Linked DNA regions of Mus musculus: region 1 is linked to region 2. The links are chromatin contacts, called in public HiChIP or PLAC-seq maps. All regions are on one chromosome and are shown on one strand. The core of a region is the stretch at or near the end of the contact, and the rest is flanking DNA. Distances in the headings are between cores, read along the strand shown.

What was found. HiChIP or PLAC-seq counts read pairs in DNA pulled down with a chosen protein or histone mark.
Region 1: a contact with region 2 is called in an H3K4me3 HiChIP or PLAC-seq map of bone marrow-derived macrophages, with 7 times the contacts expected there. The contact joins two enhancer-like sites. A contact is called at or near these places in 1 of 484 Hi-C or Micro-C datasets (bone marrow-derived macrophages), 3 of 115 datasets of contacts at active chromatin or transcription factors (the 230-238 cell line, bone marrow-derived dendritic cells and bone marrow-derived macrophages) and 1 of 9 other capture datasets (bone marrow-derived macrophages).

What each region holds. Positions count from the first base shown.
Region 1 is chr4:67,446,296-67,452,444 of GRCm38.p6, reverse strand. No RefSeq gene overlaps it. Among named protein-coding and RNA genes, the nearest start is that of Tlr4, 620 kb to the right of the region's middle. Within about 2 kb of position 4,419, at least 3 of the 459 cell types and tissues checked have an H3K27ac peak or open chromatin away from gene starts, as enhancers often do. A contact at or near this core is called in bone marrow-derived macrophages, where this site is marked.
Region 2 is chr4:66,840,301-66,846,243 of GRCm38.p6, reverse strand. Tlr4 (toll-like receptor 4) reads right to left here. Exons shown (of 3, transcript NM_021297.3): 3 at 1-5,943. The coding sequence ends at 4,765. Among named protein-coding and RNA genes, the nearest start is that of Tlr4, 16 kb to the right of the region's middle. Within about 2 kb of position 2,808, at least 39 of the 459 cell types and tissues checked have an H3K27ac peak or open chromatin away from gene starts, as enhancers often do. A contact at or near this core is called in bone marrow-derived macrophages, where this site is marked.

The sequences.
Region 1 (6,149 bases), core at 3,170-5,669, 600 kb before region 2:
GAATTGAAAAGTATACCCAGTAGTAATACCACATGAAAGGAATAAAATTAGAGATGAGAAAGTAAGGAAACAAATCAAATCAGAAAGGAATACCATGTTAAAATATTCGCTTCATGTGGCATCACAAAACAAGCTATTAAAATAACAGAAGATTACAAAGAAAGATGAAAAGAATGACTTTTGAAGTCAGTGCCATAAGGGTATATAATGAAGTGTGTATAATCAAGTTATATTATATTCATGTATGAATATGATGATGAAACTCATTATTTATTCACTCCACATATCATAATACAATAAATTTTAATTTTTAAAATATCTATTAAATAGCCAAGTGTGAAAAACAACTTAAATTTTAGGTGCTGGGGAACATTAAAAAATGTGTTTATTAGTTTTTTTAATTGGAAACATGTCCATTTATTTTTTAGAGCATGCAACAAGTACTAGTATTTTAGTGATCAGTTATTATTTAATAAATGCATTTTTGATGATCTGTGATGTATATTGCTACTGTCAATGATTTTTGTGGTGGCTTGAAGAGGAATGGTCCCCAAAGACTCACATGTTTGAAATTTGGAGGTGTAGCGTTATTGGAGTAGATGTGGCCCTGTTGGAGGAAGTATGTCTCCTGAAATGTGAGCTTTGAAGTCTTCTAAACTCTTTTTTTTTATTTTAATTTAATGGCGACATTTCTGTTCATTTTTTTCTTTTTCTTTTTATTAGATATTTTCTTTATTTACATTTCAAATGGTATCCCCTTTCCGAGTTTCCCCTTCAAAAACCCCTCTGCCCTCCCCCTGCTCACCAACCCACCCACTCCCAATTCCTGGCCCTGGCATTCCTCTGTACTGGGACACAGAACCTTCACAGGACCAAGGTTCTCTCTTTCCATTGATGACCGACTAGGCCATCCTCTGCTAGAGCCATGAGTCCCACCATCTGTTTTCTTTGGTTGGTGGTTTAGTCCCAGGGAGCTCTGGGGGTACTGGTTAGTTCCTATTGTTGTTCCTCCTATGGGGCTGCAAACCCCTCAGCTCCTTGGGTACTTTCTCTAGCTCCTTCATTGGCGACTCTGTACTTCGTCCAATGGATGACTGGGAGCATCTATTTCTGTATTTGTCAGGCACTGGCAGAGCCTTTGGAGAGACAGCTATGACAGGCTCCTGTCAGCATGCTCTTGTTGGCATCCACAATATTGTCTGCTATGTCCAGTGTAACACAGTGTTTTTCTGCTGTCTGCAAATCAAGATATAGAACTATCAGCACCATGTCTGCCTGTGTGCTTCCATGCTTCAGTCTATGTGGATAATGGCCTAACACTCTGAATATTAATACAGCCCCAATTAAATGCTTTCTTTTATAAGAGTTGTCATGATCATGGTGTCTCTTCACAGTAATAAAACCCTAAAATAGTAATTATTTGTTGATTGTTCTAACTTGTTTGTTATTAAATGTAAGTGTATTGAATCAAGAAAAAAAGCCAATTGACAATACTCTATTAGAAAGAAAGAATTTCTATAAAGTATACACACGGTTATCCAGAGAGGCCAGATTTGAAATGCCTTAAGAAATTTCTTAAGAAACTCGGAGAAAGTAATATACTTATGTAGAAGATAATTTAGAGATTTACTTAATTAAATAATGAAGACATATAAGATCAAGAAACCTCATTTGTAATTGGGCCAGCAATATTCAGGAAAAAAAAAACATGAAGTATATGATTCCACCCAATAGCATTTTCTATATCAAGGTCTTCCTTTATAATGATATATAATATGTATAAATATTATATATTTACATATATATGTTATACATATTGCATATTTATGGGTTACAATAAACTCTTTGGTTTATTTATATGCTGGGATGATCAAATTATGTTAGGAGACAGAGATAGAAAAAATGAATGGAATTTTGGTCAATGTGAGTATCTACTTCCTTGCAAATCTATGCTGTTCCTTTTTGTTGTTGTTGTTAAAATATGCCCACATTATAAACTATAAATGAGCTTTTATGTAAATGTTAATGGTAAAAATGAACACTAGAAAGGGTTCAAATATATTTTATTTTCAAACTTCTTACAGTCTGTGAGTTGTTTCATGCATATTCTGTATTTTTTAACTAATATCCACTTACAAGGAAGTATAATATCATACATGTACTTTTGGGCCTGGTTACCATACTCAGGATGATATTTTCTAGTTCCACCCATTTCCCTTCAAAATTCATGATGTCCTCATTTTTAATAGCTGACTAGTACTATATTGTATAAATGAGCCACATTATCTGTATCCATTCTTCCATTGAGGGACATCTGGGTTGAGTCTAGTTTTTGGCTATTACAAATAAGGCTGCTAGGAATATAATGGAGCATGCCGTATAGTTGAACATCTTTTGGGTATATGCCCAGTGGTGGATAGCTGGGTCTTCAGGTAGAAATATTTCCAATTTTCTGAGGAACTACCAGATTGATTTCCAGACTGGTTCTTTCAGTTTGTAATCCCACTAGCAATTGATGATTGCTCCTCTTTCTCCACATCCTTGTCAGCATGCGCTGTCACTTGAGTTTTTGATCTTTACTGTTCTCATTGGTGTAAGGTGGAATCTCAAGATCATTTTGATTTGCACTTCCTTGATGACTAAGGATTTTGCACATTTCTTTAAGTGCTTCTCAGCTATTTAAGATTCCTCTATTGAGAATTCTCTGTTTAGTTCTGAACACCCTAAGGGGGAGTGGGTGGGTAGGGGAGTGGGGGTGGGTGGGTATGGGGGACTTTTGATATAGCATTGGAAATGTAAATGAGCTAAATACCTAATAAAAAAATGGAAAAAAAAGAATAAATTTTGGAAAGATGGGAAAAAAAGAATAGTATTCAATAAAAAGTAGTAACTATGAAAAAAAAAACAAAAAAAAACAAAAAAAATTGGATTATTTGTGTTTTAAGAGTCTAACATCTTGAATTCTTTACATAGAATATTGGTCTTGTATTGTATGTAAGGTTAGTGAAGATCTTTCTCCAGTTTGTAGGCTGCCATGTTGTCCTATTGACAGTGTCCTCTGCCTTACAGAAGCTTTTCAGTTCCAAGAGATGAAATGTATTTTCTCCACAGAGGTAATTGGCGGTTGCTCTGTCTTTATAATTGAATACTATTCAACTCTTTGAACTACAGGAATTTGGGGGCTTTATGCTCCGTAAAAAGATACAAAATTCTACCTCAAAGGGCAAATATTGTACTGTTTACTGATAAACACTCATTCTAAGAAAGTTGTAATAATGGATTAGAATCAAATGCTTGTCAGAATTTGTGCGAAATGATGACATAAGGGGAAAGAGCAGAGATTATCTTTCTAGTGAAGAGAATGTTCTGCATCTTCAGTTTTTTGAAAATTTCCATTCTGTCGCTAAAATTATATAGCAATGAGTGGTAGAGAGGAGGGAGGGAATAATTACTTGCAACTTCCTGGAATTATTTCAATAACACCTGTAACATTATTAATTTCCTGACTTTTATGCTATACGAGAATCTTGTAAGATGTAACTGTTGAGGGAAGTTAGATGAAAGGCATAGACATTTTTGATCAAGTCCTTTATTATTTGAAAACAGTTGCTTAATATCACTTATGCCCCCCCCCTTTTTCTCCATTGCTCATTGGCTCTCCTTCAACTTCAGCATGAACACAACAGGTGAGATGTGAAGATCCTGGTTTCTCACTGTAGCTCTTCTTTCCTTACAGCCTTCTAATAGCTGTTTAGGTAAACTAAAGTCCATCTCTTGAATACCCCATGAATTCTATTTCTATGTGGTTTCTTCAATGTGACATTTGAGTTTGCATACATTATGTTATGACATCCTCACCGAAACTCTCCAATTAACTTAAAATTGCTTAAAAATCAATAGGCTCCAGCGCTAGGAGCAAAAGAAGGGTGTAGACAAGGTCAGCTTGACATTTCTGATAAGTATTTGCTTATATTTGTTGAATTTATTTTTATTACTTGGTTGAACACTGATACAGACTATTTCTTGTATTGATTTGCTGCAAAAATCATGTATTCTTTCAAAGTCTGGGAATAAATAAGTCTGGTTCAGTGACCTGAAACACAGGATGCAACTAGATAGATAGATAGATAGATAGATAGATAGATAGATAGATAGATAGATAGATAAATATAGATATAAAAATAAATTTGCAAATGGATATTAAAGGATACTGTATGAATGAAGATGTAAATTATTAAATGATTATTTATTGAAAATAAACTTGTGATCTGATTCAAATGTATGAGGGCTCTCTATATATATAGACTTCTCCAGTCTCCAAATAAGATTTGTCTACCACTGAGATGTGAGTCATACTGCAAATGATTGATTTGGCACTAAAAACATGACATTTCTTGATTTTGTTTCTGGTAAAGGAAGTTCCGATTTTAAGAATCCACAGCAAATAGACATTAATATGAGTCAGCAAAGAGACTCAGCAGCATACCAGGAAGTGAGAAGTTGAAAAAAAATCTTATATTTCATGTTGACGTGGCTTTCAATCTTAATAAAAAAAATGTCCAGACTGTCTGTAGAAACCAGATAAATCAAACTCATCCCGATCTCAGTTTCCCATCTACCCACTGACTCTTAACCACCTGCTGAATATGAGTGAACATAAATCTGCAAAGAAAACAAAGACAACACACACACACACACACACACACACACACACACACACACACACACACATACACACAGAGAGAGACAAAGACAGAGAGAGAGAGACAGAGAGAGAGACAGAGAGAGAGACAGAGACAACGACACAGAGAGACAGGCAGAGAGGTAGAGAGATAGAGAGAAAGAGACAGCTTCATAGGTTTCATGGGATACCTTAAACTTTTAGTAGAAACATGATTTCAGAATTTCTTTTATGCAAAAAAAATGCATGCCTGAAGAATGAGATATTGGTAGAAAGACAAATCTCTACCAACTGTGCTATTTTCTATGCTATTTGGTTGAACCTCCAGAACAAAAGATAACTATTTTGCCTACTTTGATACTTTTAAAAATCCATAGATTATGTGTATGAATAGCTGCATTTGCTTATAAAATTATGATATTTTGTATATGCTTAAAGTGTTATAAAGTTCAAAAATGATTCAAATATTACCTTGCTAACTGTGCTCATCAAAAGAGCAGCATTCATATGAGTACACTGTAGCTGTCTTTAGACACACCAGAATTGGGCATCTGATCCCATTACAGATGGTTGTGAGCCATCATGTGGTTGCTGGGAATTGAACTCAGGACCTCTAGAAGGGCAGTCAGTGCTCTTAATCACAGAGCCATCTTTCCTGGGAACAAAACACCCATGGAAGGAGTTACAGAGACAAAGTTTGGAGATGAGACAAAAGGATGGACTATCTAGGGACTGCCATATCTGGGGATCCATCCTATAGTCAGCTTTCAAACACTGACACCATTGCATACACTAACAAGATTTTGCTGAAAGGACCCAGATAAAGCTGTCTCTTGTGAGACTATGCAGGGGCCTAGCAAACACAGAAGTGGATGCTCACTGTCAGCTATTGTATGGATAACAGGGCCCCCAATGGAGGAGCTAGAGAAAGTACCCAAGGAGCTAAAGGGATCTACAACCCTATAGGTGGAACAACAATATGAACTAACCAGTACCCCCCAGAGCTCGTGTCTCTAGCTGCATATGTATCAGAAGATGGCCTAGTCGGCCATCAGTGAAAAGAGAGGCCCATTGGTCATGCAAACTTTATATGCTTCAGTATAGGGGAACGCCAGGACCAAGAAGTGGGAATGGGTGGGTGGAGGAGTGGGTGGGGGAGCGTGTGGGGGACTTCTGGGATAGCATTGGAAATGTAAATGAAATAAATATCTAATAAAAAAGAAAAAAAGAAAAACGAAACAAAACAAAACAAACAAAATGAACAGCCATTGAAAAGAATGAAAATTGGAAGAAATATCAAACCCTAAACTTAAAGAGTTTCCTTCTTTCTTTTTTTTTTAGATTCAGTGTGCTCCCAATGTGTAAGGATTCAGATAACATAGGGTAACAATATTAAATTTGCTTAAAGTATTTAACTACTACACCTACTGTGTATGTGACAGCTATTCAAATGGGACCATATGATTTA
Region 2 (5,943 bases), core at 1,559-4,058:
CCAGCAAAAAAGCCCAGACACTGCAGCAGTCTACTGTGTGGCAAAAAATTAGCAGCTCTGGATATCAGGATTACTTGAATTCTACCCTTGGAATTGGAGAATTTGCTTTTTGGTCTCAGTTTCATTGTATGGGAAATGACAATGTGGCTAAGAGCTGCATCAGAAAGCAATTTTAATAATTAAACTAAAACAGTCTCATGCACATATGAAATATTTGGCAGATAGAATTTATTATGATGATTATTAACACATTTTAAGTTACAGGATGCAGGACAAGTAATCTATTCTCTCTGGGCATCCATTTCTGCATTTTGGCTAAGTGAACTCTATCAAGGTGGTAGCACCTATACCTGAGCCTCTCGATACTTCAGGGACTATGTAAAGTACACATATATAAAAGAAGAACTGGAATTACATGTACATTTGACTCTGTGTCTTTCAGAGCACTGAACCTCCTTGCAAGTTTTTCTACACTTTCTCAGAGATGCCTCACTGGCTAAGGCCAAATGCATGGGATGTCCTATTTTAGGAGGTTTCCAGGATCCTAGCCCACTAAATTAACATCATGCCAGGCTTGATCTTTATCATTCTGGGATTCATCTATTATAAAAGGTAAATCTAGAGCTGTACTGAGTTTCCCCACAATGATTTCTTTTGTCTTCATAGTAGCCTAATCGTGTACTGTAGAATGACTCTCAAGGCCTAGGTAAACAAACTGAAATTGGTATGTAAACTTCTTTCAAATTACCATGAGAAGATATAATACCATAACAAAGAACAAGATCAACACTTTGCCTTTTCTAGAAGAATCATTAAGTATAGAAGGCACTTTAACATATCCTTCAAATTTTTGCACCCTCCTTCTTTAGTAAGAACTAGAATAGTTGATGATGGAAATATATATGACAAACTCTCCAATCTCTTAATTTTCAGTGCATCTGCAAAATAGATGCTTGAACTATGAGTAGTAAGTTGAAATGCTTTGAATCCCTTACATTAACAAGGCAAAATAAAGCCACAATGGTACCATTAGGAAATTCCATCAAAACAACAGACTTTCCTGCTTCAGATGGTCCAGCTTAAATTCCCTATCAAGGTGCTTTGAAAAAGTCAGTGTTGTTCAATGCTAGCAGCTTAAGAATTTCATTGAGTTGGGGTCTAGTGAGAAGTCTCGGCCATTTAATGAAGGATTGAAAGAATGCCCAATGAAAAAAATCATGTGACAGAAGAAATCCTCAAGTGTAGAATGTTGGGAAATTGCTATAAAGACAGAAACAGCTGGTTCTATTAGCCTCCTTGTTTGCTTGGGTGCATTAGCATAAGTAGAAGCCTCCTGGAAAGGAGTTTATTCCATCAGATATGAGAGCTGAAGTGTGGAGACATAGTCCATAGTTACCAAGGAAATTGTTAACTCCAAAAACTGTCTTCATAGGCCACAGTGCCTCTGTCAGCTCCTCAAAGTTCTGGCTTTGAATTCTCACAATAGCAAACAATAAATAATTAAAAATACAGAACAGTGGCATTCAACTCTTGACATAAAACAAAAGAGAACAGTAGAGAAACTATTAAATAAAGTCAGTTTGATATTTAGTTTTGCCCATTTAATGCCTGTGTACTTTGGATGTGTTAAGAAAAATCTTGAAGCCTGTGATTTTGTGAATGTTTATCAAATCGGTATAGCATGCAAAACTTAATCAAATATTAATTAGCTGAATATGATTTTAATGTATCCACTAGAGAACACTATTGTTAGAACTACGCCCCCCCCCAACACACACCTTCCACAAAATTTTAGAATACATGGTGTCAAGCAACCAAGTGAAGAAGCAATTTAAATCATCCATACAAAGTGACAGACAGGGAAAACTAAGTTGACAGCTAAGATCCCTAGGACTTTAGATTCTGAACTGGAATGTATCAAGGACAACAGCACACCAAGAAAACATGCATTAATGATTCTCCTCTTCTTCACGTATACAGGCATTGTCTGCTTACTTTGTCAGGCATGATGCTCAACACCAAGGAAGCAAAGCTGATGGTTAAGATATGGCTCCCCAGTCTCCCAACTGACCCCTCGAGTACCTAGGAACACATATGAGGACTGCCTCAAGTCAAAGCATGAGGTTCCAGTGACTTCTAGTGATTTCTCAAAGGCTGTAGACTCAAAAAGGAAGCTAGGACAACACAGATGAATAGAAGCTAGGTAAAAAAGATACAATCTACTTTAGTCATAAGGACTGCTGTTGTCCTACAGACTGGGAAAACAAATGTGACAAAAATGTTGTCAAGGATAAGGCTACTGAGTGCTTCTCTCTGACTACCCATAAGAAAGCCAAGAGGGAGACTCATCCACAGAGTCTCCCTTTTATCTTTATATTTATTAGTTTGTAATGGCCTAATAATAAATGCATGATCTTCATTTCTTTCTTAGCTCTCAGACAGATGAAGGCCAAGTCACATACGTAATATAATCTGAAAATGAGTTTAGGAATTCTCCAAAAGTCACACTCTCTAAAATTCCAGAAGATCTCTAGAATTAAACCTGGAATACACAGTTAAAACTTTCCTTTCTTTCTTTCATTTCTTTCTTCTGCCTATATTTCTTTCTTTTGATTAAACTAATTGTTCCTTTATATTTTGTTGAAAACTCCCCAGCCCTTTATGGAAAGAGTTGTTATAAATAAACTACTCTGTGCATTAATGCATGCATGCATATGTATTTTCTTAATGACTCATGGTTTAAGTTGAATGACCCTGACTGGCACTAACCACATAGAGAACTGTGGCACTTTCACTTCTTGCTTTTCTAGCTTGTAGCCTGAAGCAGTGGGCTAGAGTGCACAGGAGTTTCTGTGAGAGGGAAGGGGCACAGACTGTCGCCTTGCCTCTTCTGTGCTATCTGGCTGATTGACAAGACATTTACTGCATTAGAATTTGGGTTTTTATATCAGAAAAATGGGGAGATTCTTGATCTGCTATTTCACTTGGCTAACAAGAGACAAATAATTAGGTGGCTATGTTCCAGTTTGAATGGAATTATGAAAATTGTAGACATCTTAATTGATACTAATAACTTCATTCTCTTTCAAGCATATTGTTTAAAATCGTTGTGAAGAATACATCCTAGGGCTGTCTTTCTTTTGTCTTCCTCTTCTATTGTTCTGCATATTATTTTTTCTAACTTTGCTCATGTCATCAAAAGTTCCTGAAAGGCCAGTTCCTTCTGTGCCTGGCATATTTCACTTACAATAAAAAACCTCCACCTTTATGCATCTGCTCACAAGTAGCAAGGTTTGCTTCTTCTCCAAGGTCAAATCACATTCCACTGCAAGTAGATAGCATTCTGTCTCTATGCATTAACCTTCCAAGGGTTGTTTCCATAATTTCAATAGTATGAATATTGTCTTAATGGACAAGAAAATCCAATATATTTACTTGTAGGATTGTTTCAAAATTTTTATTGTTAGATCTTGTAATGATTCTACTTTGGTTTCCTTTACCAAGAAATCTCCATACTTTTCTGAATTAGCTCAACTATTTAAAGCCCTATCACAAATATAGAGCTGCTCTGTACACTATTTTCTCTTTAAACTTAAACACATGTACAGGTTCATATATGTACATACACAACACACACACACACACACTGTGAAATGACATTATATATTCAGTGTTCATGCTGACTGAAATAAGGTGAAAGCAGAAATGTGTACTCCCAACATTCATCCATCTCACAAGGCATGTCCAGAAATGAGAATGATGAAGGAAAAGGATGTTAGACCTTTCTTCCTCCCCAAAATGTTCTCAAGTCCTTCAGAGAGTATCCTTGATGAGAAGGAACATCAGTTGCAGCATATGTAGTCTTGTCATTCAGCTATGTGAACTTCCGGAAAAATCAAGAATAAATGATGAAATCATGATTTCTGTTCCTGCACCCCTCTCCACTTTTCCCTCCTGATTAAAAATATTTCTATCAACCAAATTATTTTTAACACTGACTCTGTGACATCCATAACTTAGGTAATAACTTAAGAATGACATTCAGTGACAATATGACAAAGTATATTTTACATACTTTCTTAAAAAATTATAGTCAAATATGGGCCTTCTTAGCATACCTGTAACAATCTTATTTATGATATTAGTTTATAGTCAAGGCATGAAAAACGATAACTGAATTTATAAAAGTAAAAGTATACTAGGAATTGTATTTAATAAATATAGCATTCTTAGGATTGGCCAGGCTATCTGTGAGCGTGTATCAATCATATTTCTTATAGAATTAGATAAAAAAAAAAAAGAAAAGAAAATGACATAAAATGGAAGATGAAATTGGAATGAAGACCTCTCAAAAAGAGCTATTTAATATTGCATTCAGTAGAAAAAAGGGAAAGTAAGAAACCGTTCAGTTCAGTTGAAACTATCAATACTCTTCTAAAGCAACTGAAACACAGAACATGACATGGCTTGTATTCAAAAGGCCCAGTGAAGACTGGTTCTCCTTTCTGTTCTCACTAGGCCTTAGCCTCTTCTCCTTCAGATTAAAGGTAAAGATTCTGGATTATGTTTCTTTTCCCGAGTTAGGTAATTCATACCCCTGGAAAGGAAGGTGTCAGTGCTACTTCCTTCTGCCCGGTAAGGTCCATGCTATAGCTTAGCAGCCATGTGTTCCATGGGCTCTCGGTCCATAGCAGAGCCCCAGGTGAGCTGTAGCATTTATTAATTGCAAACAGACTGGGTTTAGGCCCCAGAGTTTTGTTCTCCTCAGGTCCAAGTTGCCGTTTCTTGTTCTTCCTCTGCTGTTTGCTCAGGATTCGAGGCTTTTCCATCCAATAGGGCATTTTTAAGTCTTCTCCAGAAGATGTGCCTCCCCAGAGGATTGTCCTCCCATTCCAGGTAGGTGTTTCTGCTAAGAAGGCGATACAATTCCACCTGCTGCCTCAGCAGGGACTTCTCAACCTTCTCAAGGACAATGAAGATGATGCCAGAGCGGCTGCTCAGAAACTGCCATGTTTGAGCAATCTCATATTCAAAGATACACCAACGGCTCTGAATAAAGTGTCTAGACACTACCACAATAACCTTCCGGCTCTTGTGGAAGCCTTCCTGGATGATGTTGGCAGCAATGGCTACACCAGGAATAAAGTCTCTGTAGTGAAGGCAGAGGTGAAAGCGGGGCACTCCTTCTTCTAAATTCTTTACCAGCTCATTTCTCACCCAGTCCTCATTCTGACTCGAGTAGATCACAAATGCATCATAGATGCTTTCTCCTCTGCTGTACTTTTTACAGCCAGCAATAAGTATCAGGTGAAAATAGAAGTGGTATATCAGAAATGCTACAGTGGATACCACAATCACACTGACCACTGACACACTGATGATTGTCTTGTACATATAACAGGTAGAATTATTAAAATCCAACACTAAGGAGGTATTCATCTCTACAGGTGTTGCACATGTCATTTGTTCAACATTCACCAAGAACTGCTTCTGTTCCTTGACCCACTGCAGGAATTTCTGATGTTCACATATACAAGCAACAGAATTGTTAGTAAGATTGAAGAAGGCTAGACTCTTTGGAAAATGTTGCAGTATTCCTTTAGATGTCTCTATGCGATTGAAACTGCAATCAAGAGTGCTGAGGGAATACAGCTGGTTATAATGGGATGAATCCAAAAACAATAGATTGTTGTGACTCATATTTAATAATTGAAGTCTATGGAGGGTGTCAAATACCCCCCAAGATATTTGTTCCAATTGACATTTAGAAAGATCCAGGAATGTCAAGTTTGTTGTGTTTGCAAAGACATTTGAAAGGGTGTTGTCTTTGAAAGAATTGCCAGCCATTTTTAATGTGTTGAGACTGGTCAAGCCAAGAAATATACCATCGAAGTCAATTTTGGTGTTAGTATAAGAGATGTCAAGGTAAAGTAGCTTTTCAAG